2 separate regions of the Mus musculus genome follow, and region 1 is linked to region 2. The links are chromatin contacts, called in public Micro-C maps. All regions are on one chromosome and are shown on one strand. Each heading gives the region's core, a stretch centred on a gene start, on an enhancer-like site or on the middle of the called end of the contact. The rest is flanking DNA. Distances are from core to core; before and after follow the strand shown.

Region 1 (5,910 bases), core at 197-2,696, 53 kb before region 2:
AGAGGTCAAACATAGATTTCTGGTTTGAATCCTGGCTAAACTCTTTGTTAGCCATTTGCCCCTAAGAAATTTAGTCCCTAGTGTGAGTTTCCTCTTTGTTACTGTAGGATAATATTCATAAACAGACTTAAGAACTCAGTAATACAGGATATATGAAGTTTTTAGAGGCACCTGCTCATGTTAACACTCGGGGAATTAAGTCTGTCTTCCTTGTTTCTTCTCTTCCTTCCCTCTACCTTTCCTTCCTTCGTTTTTCCCTCTCCCTGCCTTCCTCCCTCTCTTCAGCCCCCTCTCCCCCTACCTCTTTCTTTCCAGGGAGTCTCACTCTATCCTAGGTTGATCTAGAACTCACTCTGTCCCAGGCTAACCTTGAACACGTGCTGATCCTCCTGTCTTTTTTTTTTTCCCCCGAGCTATGGTTTCTCTGTATAGCCCTGGCTGTCCTGAAACTCACTCTGTAGACCAGACTGGCCTCGAACTCAGAAATCCCCCTGCCTCTGCCTCCCGAGTGCTGGGATCAAAGGTGTGCGCCACCACGCCCAGCAATCCTCCAGTCTTAAAGTCTCTGGAGTACTGGGATTATATTATAGGTGTGAGCCACCACGCTCATGATATTTAAGTTATACTGCAAGGGACTAGGGACTGAGATTAGTGGGGGAGTCTGACCTGCGTGAGGCCCTGGATTTAGGTTGTGTTTTAAGATTTGTCTATCAGAATTGATTATAGTGGGATATAAGTATAAAGCCAGTTAGGACAAGGCAAACTAGAGCCTAGATATGCTTTGTTAAAGGTTTGAAAGTCCTTGATTTGAAGGCAGTCATGATTTAGACATGGTTGATCAGACTCTATGACTGAGACTCAAGCATGCACACACTCTTGTCCTCTTAAGACTTAACATGTGCTGGGGCCACTGATGTGTGCTTTGCAGAGTCGTGGGAAATGTAACTGTTCTCTAGAGGTTGGCCTTCTTCCATTCCTTCCTTCAAGGTACTCAGATAAATTTCTAAAAGCTCGGAGGGAAACCCACCTGCCTTTGGACTGGTGTCCCCTTACTGTTACTTTGGGTCTAAAGTAAAGTAAGCCATCACTAAAAACCAACAAAACCAGAACCTTGCAACCAACACCTTGAACTTCCCAGTGAAGTGTGGTATCCTGGGAACCCTGCACATAGTGGAAAATCTGAGGCATATTCTGGCTCCCTTCGCTGTGAGGGTAAAGTTTATTTCTAAAGGCAGTGAGCATAATGGTATCCCCTGAGGGCTTGTTAACAGAACTAAGATGCAGCTGCAGTGTTTACTCCAGAAAGGAGAGTGGGGGGTCACTGTGGCTTGAAGGAGAAAAGAGATGTTGAAATCTGTTTGCAATCAGTCCAATGCCCCAGTGAGTCCTGGGGTGATGTGTTGCCACTTCCGACAGAAGCCAAGCCTGGCAGCACAGCAAACTGTAACCCACAGGTGACTGCTCTGTCAGGAGGGTTGAGTGAGTCAGTGTACTTACTTGAGATACAGGGGATCCCTTTATCCCCTCAAAATTCATTGTTGGAAATCCTCTTGATGAACAATACAGAGAATGCTGGTGGTTGTTCCTGTGGTAACAAGGTGGTTCCATAATCTGCCCTAGTCTGTTTCAGGTACAGCTGGAACAAGCATGATTCTCTAATAGCCACCTGCACCTCTGCTGCACTATAAACAGCAGATGGGAGTGCAGGGTGAGAAAGGAGAAGCAAGCTGTGGGGAAAGGCAGATGGATGGGGCCTAAGGAGGCGTAGGGTTCCTTCATCCACTAGAGGGAAAGTGGGGACAGCTGCAGGACAGACCTGTTTTTCAACTATGCTGTTAAAAGAGTTTTTACAGCAAGTCAGAACAAGACCCAGAGCTGCACAGCCTCTTAGCCCACCCTGGCTTTGTAACAAATCTAAAGGGGCTCTAACAATCTAAAGAGTTATCAGTATTAGAAACTGAAATTGGTGTTCATTTTAATGTATAAAATAAAGAATGAATTGGCACTTTTAGGGAGGAGGCAGGAAAGGAATCATAGTGAACAAATAAGGAGAGCATCATACACATACACAAAACAAAAACAAAACCCCAAGCAAACCAAGCATCTCTTCATCTGCACAAACAGCAGGGCGAGGAGGCAACTGTGCCTCCCTGGCTAGGGTCTTCTGCACTTAACCAGACCCTCCTGCAGAGATCTGACTTAAGTCCCCCAGTGCAGCCCTGCATAGAGATAGATGCATGCATGGGAGAGGTTTGAACTCTGTTGTACACTGGGCCTGTATTTACCTTAGGAAAAACCTACTTTACATTGTTTTGTAAATATAGCATTTGTGTGTCTGCTGACCACACTGCTTCCACTCAGCACCGTAAGGAAGCTGGGGCCTGGTCTTTCTTTCCAGGGAGCTTAGAAGATGCCTTTCTTTAACTGTGGCCACTGCTTTAAAAAGAAGCAAAGCAGAACATGATGGTACCTGCCCTTATGGGCACTTGAAGCACTTGATTGGCTAGAATCTGCAGATCATCCAGGCTCAAACAAACACAAAAAGACAAGGGACAGGAGGAAGGAAGGAAAAGAAAATGAACCATATTTTAAAATAAAGTTCATTCTTTTTTCTTTTAATTGACTGATATACTGATACACATATCTAGAAAGCATTGTGACATTTTAAAATATTCTTATACTCTTCTTCAAGCTAAAAATACTATTAGAGCTATTATTTACATGTATATATATATATATATATTAATATGACATATATTAATATATTGACCAAAGATCCACCCCCTTTTTATTTATTTATTTTTTTTATTTTTTTGTTTTTGTTTTTTTGAGACAGGGTTTCTCTGTATAGCCCTGGCTGTCCTGGAACTCACTTTGTAGCCCAGGCTGGCCTCGAACTCAGAAATCCGCCTGCCTCTGCCTCCCAAGTGCTGGGATTAAAGGTGTGTGCCACCACTGCCGGGCACCCCCTTTTTATAAAGACATTTTAATTTTATATTAATATATACATATAACTGATATAGACTATATTTATTAACCATATTATGGATGTGAATGTATATTAAAATAGTGTATAGTAATAAGTATTATGTATTATATATAAACTATATTGTTTTAGTATATAGATTGACTTGACATTGGTCCAATAAGAGGGGATGGATAATGTAGATCCGAACATCCTTACCTATAGTAAGAAAGAGTGCATCTTTCTTGTAGATTAAAATTAGACATATACTTAATCCTGACACTAGGGAGGCAGAAGCAGGTGGATCACTGAGTTTGAGGCCATCCTGGTCCTACAGCGTGAGTTCCAAGGCAGCCAGGGTTACACAGAGAAACCCTGTCTCAAAACAAACAAAAAAATTAGACATCTACAAAAGTTGATGAGAGACATGGAGATATCATAGTAAAGTGTTAGGAGGTGGGGGGAGGGCAGTGCCATATTTGATTCCTATCCCCAGCCACAGGGTATGGTGGTTTGCTTTTGTAACTCAGCAGTGCTCGGGAGGTAGAGACAGCAGATCCCTGGGGCTCACTGACTGCCAGCCTAGCCTCATGGGTGAACTCCAGGCCAGTGCCTTTGAAAGAGGGGAGTGGGTAGATCCCTGGCCAGTACACATGCAGTGTTGGAATCTGTTCTGGTGTGAAAGTGGATTGTGACTAAAATTTACAAAGTGATAATATTTTAATTAGTATTTACAGTTTTAAATAATGAATTTTTAAAAATATTTATTTTATATGTTTGTATGCCAAATGTATGCATGGTCCCATTGGCAGTCAGAAGAGAGCTTCAGCCTCCCTGGAACTGGAACCACATGGGTGCTAGGCTTCTAACCTGAGGCCTCCGCAAGAGCAGCCGGTGCTCTTGACCACTGAGCCAGCGCTCCAGCCCAGAAAGTATATATTTCCCCTTGGTATCAAGTGTTGAACTTAGGATCTCACACATGCTAGGCACTTGCTCTCCCCCTGAGCTGTATATATTCTCAGTATTTTTTTTTTTAAGATTTATTTATTATTATATGTAAGTACACTGTAGCTGTCTTCAGACACACCAGAAGAGGGAGTCAGATCTTGTTACGGATAGTTGTGAGCCACCATGTGGTTGCTGGGATTTGAACTCTGGACCTTCGGAAGAGCAGTCGGGTGCTCTTTCCCACTGAGCCATCTCACCAGCCCATTCTCAGTATTTTTAAGTTTTAATTTTGTGACAAGGTGTCACAGTGGTGCCAGGGCTGGCCTTGAACTTATTACTCCATAGTTCATAATTTATATATTCCTCCTGCTCAGCTTGCTAAATAAGTAGGATTATAGGCCCCAGATATGACTCTAACTACTCCAACTAACCCAGAACAAGACCCAGTAAGCTTCAAACTTTGGGTATTCCTTCTGCCTCAGCCTTCCAAGTAATTCCAGTTAAAGGCAGGACCCACTCGCAGCTCTTTGGGCTGATGTCTGATACAGTGTTCTTACCAACTCTTTAGTTTATCTAGTTTATCCGGAGATTCAGTTTTTCTATAGAAAGCACAGACTTTACCAAAGGCTCTCCTTTGTTTCTAGAATAACCCTGTTTCCTCATCTTCTAAGTGGCGCTTGCTCCATCCATACTTCTGAGGGATGCCCCAGTGTGTGCTGGCTTTGGTCTCCAGCTCTGCAAAACAAAATTTCAGTATGATTCTGCTTATTTGTTTGATATGTGATAGGTAGTATTTCTGAGAATTTAAATTCTGCAAGGTTCTGTGTGTGTGTGTGTGTGTGTGTGTGTGTTCATATTCATTTTACATAGGGGGCAGGGCTTAAAAGCAAAGCAGATTAGTTCTGTCTGTCTGTCTGGCCTGGCATTACTGTACCCTTGCTTTATCTGCTGAGCTTCTCCTATGAAAGAACTGTATGTAATAAGGTATGCTTTGGTATGGTCTGCTCAGTGACTTGTCTATACCAGCCAGTCCCTACTCCCTCACCAGTCTCCACTAGAGCCTGGGGTGCAAGAGGGTAATGTGAGTAGTGCAAAGCCTGCATAGTCTATTCTGGTACTCCCTCAGGAACCCCAGATTGTCAGCTGATAGCTCCATCTTCATAGTGGAGATTCTGAAATTCCTCTGGGCTGTTTGTTTTGTTTTTAAAATCACTAAAATTTACATGACAAATTTTAGTCGTCTTTAGGAATTTTCTTCCTTAAAATAAAAAATAAAGCTGGGCGTGGTAGCACACACCTTTAATCCCAGCACTTGGTAGGCAGAGGCAGGCAAATTTCTGAGTTCAAGGCCAGCCTGGTCTACAGAGTGATTTCTAGGACAGCCAGGACTACACAGAGAAACCCTGTCTCGAAAAAACAAAAACAAAAAAACAAAACTATATATATATAATAAAAATTAAATAATTGTCTTATTAAGTGGTTTAAATGAAAAGATAATAGTATGTCTTAGAGGACATGACATTACAGAGTCAAGAAAAATGGATGATTATTTATATAGTAAAAGCAGATAGCAAGGAGAAGGAAAAACTGGTAGAACCATGAGCTCCCTTTCAGCAGCTGTCTCTGCTCTGTGCCTTGTAGGAAAGGGAGGTCATGGTTCCCTTGAACTTAGGAGGCAAGAAGCTGGGTCTTACGGTAATGACTTAAATGCCAAGACTCCATGTGTAGTGATGTCTACATAGAAGTGAAGCAAGAGGAGGAGCTGGATAGTTCAAGTTAGCCAGCCATTGCTTCACATTTAAAAAGCATGTATATAAACTGTGTTGTTATTATTTAATATGGGTCAGATAGCAAGTCTAGATTGCTGACTGCTTAGATTATCATTCATCTTTTTGGCATAAAAGGATAACTTCTAATGGTCTGCCTTATGTTGTCATAAGCAGAAGAGGAAACATTGTGATTGACAGCCAAAATGGTTTTGTATGAGCATGGATCAG
Region 2 (6,187 bases), core at 3,126-5,625:
ACTCTCCAGCCTGCAGACCCTGCAGAGGGGTCAGCTGCCTTCTCCTGGAGGTCCTACAACCTACTCCCCCCACCCCACCCCCACTGCTGTCATCCGCAGTTTAGCAACCCTCCTCACCAGCTCTTCACCAGCTCGTTGTTGTGCACTAGCCCAAATTGTCCTTCAAGAAGACAAGGACAAGTGAGGAGAAAGTCTGATTTCTTGGACTTGCAGAGGGCAGCAGAGTTTCCCATCACATCCCAATACCATCACCCAAACAAGCCACCTTCCTGCCAAGGTCAGCAAGCAGTTGCCAGATCCTCATAACCTAGGGCACTGGACCTCACCTACTCCCAAGTGGGCAGTGACAAGAACATCCAATGTGCTTCTCATGGCCTCTCGGCACAGAGGCCAGCAGTCCTGGCTTGCCCAGTGACACAAGCAGAGGCCCAGAAGGCAGGACTGCAAAGTGTCCCCGATGGGCACCTTTGTGGCTTGACCAGGGCCAGGATCAGGGCAGGGGGCTCCTTCAGACAAGGAGGCAGCTCGGAAGGAGCCAGGGTGAACTGTTTCTGGCAGGAGCCCTCGGAAGCAGCCTCTGGAAGGTTCTGAGAGTACTTTGGAGGACGGTAGAGGCTACAGAGCCAAGGGAGGGCTGGGGCGGTTGCGTCAGTGGTTGCTACAGCGGCTGCCACGAGAGAAGGCAGGATGGAGGCCCTTGCCTCTGGTACCAGGTGCCCTGGGGATGGAGGAAAGAGGGAGGGTAAGTCTCTCTGGAGCTGGTGCCCAGGGCATGAGAGCTGGAGACACTGTGGAAGAGGCAACACAGGCTCAGCCTACCCTTAGGCCGGCCTGGAATCCACAGGGAAAGGTAGACGGAAAAGGGAAATATACGGGAAGGGGTCAGATAGAGTTCTCCAGCTCAGAAACCTTATAAGCCTTTACTCCAGGCTAACCCCACTGTAAACCTGTTATCAGTCCTGGACTTGGTAACATACTTGTGGGGCTTTGACCGAAAACTCACTATTTGCTGACTCTGGAGCTCTAGCTCACCTCCCAAAAGGCCATTTCATCTTGGTAAGATGGACACTCCCTGGCCTGTGGCCTCAGTTTCCCCCACTATAAATCTCTGAACTTAGAGGAGTCAAGCGGGGGTGGACAGCTATAGTTACTGGTGTGTTCTATGTGGCTCAGAGTGTTTCTCAGAATCACTAAGGAGTCCCCTGAAATGGAGCTTTGTGGCCCACGAGGAAACCTACAGTTTAATATGAACCTGGGGAATGTGAGGCTGGGAAGGAGAAGCTATTTAGAGTTGTGCTTGGAAACAGCTTTCTCTAAAGATGCAGGATATTTTGGAAACAGTATTCTAAAATCTTTTTCCCCCCCCCATTTCAATGGAACAGAGGAGTAGCAATGGGGGAAGGGCCTTGGGAAGATTGAGACACACTCAGGGTACCAATGTCCTCCTGAGAACTCAGTCTGGAGCACCCAGGAAGGAATGAAGCACCATAAGAGAATAGCCCTGTCGGATCAAGTGCCTGGCATGCCCGCCCTTTTGCCTACATCTTCCTCTTCTGTAACTGGAGGGGATGGAGAGCAGGAAACTGCTTACAGAGCCAAACACCCCTTCAGCATCCAGTTCTAGTCCGCTGAATGAGGCTCCTCCCTGCGCTGCCTTGCCCCTCCTAATTCAAATGCGGCAGGAAGAGAATGCTGCGGTACCCAGGCAGGGCCACACCCATGGCCACAGCCAGAGTCCACCCAACACACAGCAGAGCAGGAATACCTAGACCTTAGTTGAAGCAGAACCTGTCCTGGGTCAGAGGAAAATAGGCTCTCCTGAAACGGGGACAGTGGAGTTCTGCAAAAACAACCCTGGTATTCTACAACGGGGAGCCATGACGGGGCTTTGGCAGGACAGTCTCTTATGCTCTCTGTGTAGGTCAAAACCCTGACCTTGAGATTAAAGGCTAAGAAATTCCTCTTCTGACTGTGGGAAAAGGTTGTGTCCCAGCCTGGTAGGTGTGAACAATTAGAGCATCAGAGTTGGTGTGTAAGGAGGACTGGCAGGGGCACAGGATGTCCTCCTGGGTGAGTGTGTATCCTACATCCTCTGCCAGGTCTCCCTCCCCTAGCCCTACTCCCCTTAGGCATGTCTTGTCTCTTTGAAGAATCATCCCTCCCTTGGCCAGGTATTGGGGTCGGGGGTCTTTCCCTGGGCTCTTGCTCTGTAGTCAGACCTATATGTGCCTCTTCCCCCTGCCCCCCCCCCCCAGCCTACCATTCTCAGTACCAGAGCTCCCTAGAGGTGAGTGGTTCGGGTGGAGTCTTTAGGGATCTTTTGCTAACATTCAGCAACTGTCACCATCAACCCCTACACATCGAATCTAGAGTCTCTGTTGCGAATCTTCCCACCAGCGATTGGCCCAGCACGGATCACTTATATCTCCATCGAATGCTGCAAAGGCTGGGGCGGCTAGCCTCTCCACTAGCTCAGGGCGTGGCCCAGCCTCCTGGTTGGCTAGTGAAATCTTAGGAGCCCCTCAAGCTGCTTTTGATGCAGTCCAAGCTACCCAGGCATGCACCAAACTCGAGTGTGCTCAGCTGTGCACAGCACAAGCACGTTCCCAGGGCCACTGGACCCCGTTAATACTCCTAGTGGAAAATAAGAATAAACGAAATCCTCACAAGGGAGACTATTACAGTGAAATTGTTTCTTCTTTGTGTAATAATCTCCCACCCACTGACCCCCCTCACTGTTTGAAAGGGTGGCTAGAAGCCCTAAAGAAAACAAGTGGAGGATGAAAGGTGGGCTCGGTTTACTGGGTTTCTTAGAAGGCTTGATTGACCTCGGAACAGAAATCTAGAAACATGATGCCCAAGGTTTGTCTAGGCAGAGGGTGATGCAGGCTAGACTGACTGTGCACGGAGTCTCAGGGCGGACGTGTAACACAGGTACCTGGCTCAGTGTGAAAACTGGACTCTTAGTCCTCAGGAGGTTAGCCAGCAGGAAACCTAGAAGGCCCTGTCCTAACTATCTCTGACAGAGACGGCGCCCAATAGGGCACCCGCCCCCCATCTCTGTCCCTAATCTCCTAATCAGAATTGCATCCCTTGCGCTAGCAGATCTTTCTACTTAGTGTAGGGGTGCCAAGGATGAAGGAAGGGCTCAGCCTGTAGGGCTCCGCAGAACTGAGCGATCCCTGATGCCTGGGCTGCATCGCCACTGCCGGTAACTATTGGATACACCGACTAGTAAAACATCCGAGACATGTTCCGGGGGCAGGATTCTGGGGACCTGGGAGCAGCCCTTGCTAACCGAATTGGTTCGGACTCAGAACTGGTATCCGCTTGCTCCAGGCCGGAGGATACAGAAGGAAGGCAAGCTGAGTTCTTGGACCAGCTTTTCCCAGGGGACTGGGCGGGGCAGGCTCCGGGCCACGGAAGCGATAACCAACCTGCAGTGAAACCCTGAGAAGGGGCTGGAGAAACCAGCTCGACGCAGGAACGCTCCCCAGCCCGCGTCGCGGCCAGCCTCCCGGCCTTGCACTTCCTCCCAGGCCCAACAGGGCGGCGAAACTCCCGGGACCCCAGCCGAATTCCTCCGGGAGGCGACATTAGGGCGGGCAGCATCAGGCACCGAGCCAAACCCAACCTAGGCTCAAAATGCCCCCCGCTTTCTTCCCGCCCCGGGAACCGCACTGGATGCGGTGCACATGGTACTGAGGGCCCCGTCCCCTGGCACCTCGCCGGCATCCCCGCCAAAAGGCCAAGGAAGTCAGGAATTCACAGTGCCGCGTCATCCCCGAAGGCCACAGCCACGACGTGGCCTCTGCTTGCCCCTCCGGCCGCCCACAAAACTGGGTGCTAGAACTGTTGGCCCTCCGGCACCCGCTCCACCTTCTCCCTGGCCCAGCACTGGCTCCGCCCGGCCCCGCCCCGCACACTCACCTGCGCCGGCTCCGGGCTGGGCTCACCGCCGCCTCCCAGCTCTGCTCCGAGTCCACACCCGAGGAACTAGGCAAAAAAAGGGCCCTCGTTTGGAGCGGGCCCAATGGACAGAACTTGAGGCGTGCCCAGGTTGAGCCGAGAGCGGCGCCCCAAATCACCAGGACCTTGGCGGGAGGAGGTGGCGCCGGAGCGCGGAGCCCAGCGGGGGAACAAAGAGGAGCCGGGATGGGGCCGCGCGCTTCCTGGGTGTCGGGTGACAGGTCTGCAGGGGAAGGCCCCGGCCGAGCCACCTGAGGAGGAGCCTCTTCCACGCAGCAGGCGGGGTAGGGCTGAATGGTCACCGAGCCCCAGAGGCAGACGAAAGGGGTGCACCAGGTGTGACGATCGTGTTCAAGGAAGGAGGCTAGCAGGCTCCGGCGCCGAGACCCGGGGGCTCGACGGAGTGCAGAGATAATGACTCCGGGAGGGTTTTACCGCCCCCAGCGCCCCGCCCGCCCCCCGCGCCGCGCCATTGGCTCAGGTGCTGTGGGGCGGGGGAGGGACGGGAGGCGGACCGAAGATGATTCACCTTGAATGTTGCTCCGGTTGGTGCGCGTCGTAGGGCACGCCCGACCGGGACTGCGGATACGTCGCGAGCCCCGCCTGTTCGCCGAACCCAGCTGGGTTTGGCCCCTAAGGGGTCCCGCTGCCCACTCGCTGTTCTAGCCTCCTACCTTGGGCTGGGGTGCCGCCGGCCGAGGTGTGCCCCGATGCCCTACCATCCCACCTCCCTCTGAACCCCTTGCTAGCCAAGGTGTGTGTAGCACAGCAAACTTGGAAATCCGACTCTGGGCTGGGGGAGGGGAAGTGCGTTTGGAGGCCAGGAGTACTGTGGGACCACACTAGACGGTACTCTGCAGCCGGAGAACTGGCCACAGTCTGTTCTGCCTCGGTGGGAGCACCCTGGCCCGAAGGTAGAGAGTTGGAGTGGGCACCAGAGGCTCGCCACTCGTCCTAACCCACCTTTGCCTAGCCCTGAAGCCTCACAGGTGTCTGGCCGCCGCCGCCGCAGGGAACAAAGACCGCCTGTCCCGGAAGGGGGAGGGGAAGGGAAGCCACCCCCAGACCCCTTCCCATCTCCCTTCCTGCCCCTCCACTGCCGCAGTGGCTCCCCCGGGAGGGGGCGGGGCCATCTGGAACGAGGACGGGGATTAGATCCCTCGGAACCTTCTTAGCTAGGATGCCACCCCGGAGCCTCTGGGGAGGAGCAGAGTTAAGGTACACCCTAGCTGTCTCGTTTGAAGTGGCCTCTTCCTTCTCCCCAGCATCCTGAGACCAGAGAGTGCGCACATCCCCCTCCCCTGCTTTGAGCGCCCTCCCATTCCCTGCCGCGCCCGGCTGCCCCAGACGGCAACCACAGTTCAAAACCAGATTAAAATAAAACGTTAATCCGCCTTCCTCCCTTTTAGCTCCTAGTTCTCCCAATGAATCCGGGCAGGTCTGACCGCCTAGAAGCCTCTAAAACCGGGTGTGGGGGTGGGGTGGGGCTTAGCTGATGTTCCCACCAAACTAAAGGGCCCTTGCGCTGAGACTGAAAACCTTGAGCTCAAGCGAAGTAAATGGATTAGGGGAACCGAGCCCCTGGATTCCTCCCTCCCCTGCTGTCTGCCAGGGTCCGAGAATGACGCTGCAGATACGAACCCTTCTAGATACTCAGCTCCTGGGCAAGACCTGCTTCAGCCATGGATGTTACAGACAGATGGCTCCGGAGGCAAGACCCACCCCAAGGCAGGAAGGCCAGGACCCGCTTGTCCCTCTCCCAGCACAGTTGGGGATGGGACGTGATGCACCAGAACCGAACAGGAAGAGCAGGGCACGACCCGACAGACCTCAGGGGGGTGTGGTGACTCTACATTAACCCTCCCTGTCCCGCCTCCTTCCCTTTCCATCCCTGTGGCCCTGAACCTCACTGCCGGCCGGCATCTCCACTCACGCCCTACCTGGTCCCTAGGCCTGTCCGGCACCAGGCGGTCACAGCTCTGTGTGCTCGGACGCGCAGGCCACACCGGCTGCGAGTGACCCCCTAGTCCTGCCGCGCCCCTTTATAGCGTACGCCCCGCCCCCCCGCGCCTCGCCTGGGCCCATTCACCTGCTGTCGAGAACCAGACACCGCAGAACGGAAAGCTAGCCGCTCGGCTGCGGGGTCCCGCCGTCGGACTCGAAGGGCGGGGGCGCGGGTGAGATGGATCCGGTTTCTACCTTTCTTAAATGCTCTGTT

Evidence for each region. A called contact is a pair of places that touch in the nucleus more often than the background predicts.
Region 1: a contact with region 2 is called in a Micro-C map of brown adipocytes, with 1.8 times the contacts expected there. The contact joins the enhancer-like site here to the promoter of Mirc35hg in region 2. A contact is called at or near these places in 5 of 39 promoter capture datasets (the 3T3-L1 cell line, the C10 cell line, cranial neural crest and 2 more), 5 of 484 Hi-C or Micro-C datasets (Th1 cells, brown adipocytes, nephron progenitors and 2 more), 8 of 115 datasets of contacts at active chromatin or transcription factors (the HPC-7 cell line, bone marrow-derived macrophages, embryonic stem cells and 1 more) and 2 of 9 other capture datasets (adipose tissue and bone marrow-derived macrophages).

The regions. Positions count from the first base shown.
Region 1 is chr6:30,120,050-30,125,959 of GRCm38.p6, forward strand. The region is part of intron 10 of Nrf1 (nuclear respiratory factor 1); the gene reads left to right. Among named protein-coding and RNA genes, the nearest start is that of Mir182, 43 kb to the right of the region's middle. Within about 2 kb of position 1,447, at least 26 of the 459 cell types and tissues checked have an H3K27ac peak or open chromatin away from gene starts, as enhancers often do. A contact at or near this core is called in brown adipocytes and rod photoreceptor, where this site is marked.
Region 2 is chr6:30,169,750-30,175,936 of GRCm38.p6, forward strand. Mirc35hg (microRNA cluster 35, host gene) reads right to left here and starts at 4,376. Exons shown (of 2, transcript NR_126540.1): 1 at 3,931-4,376.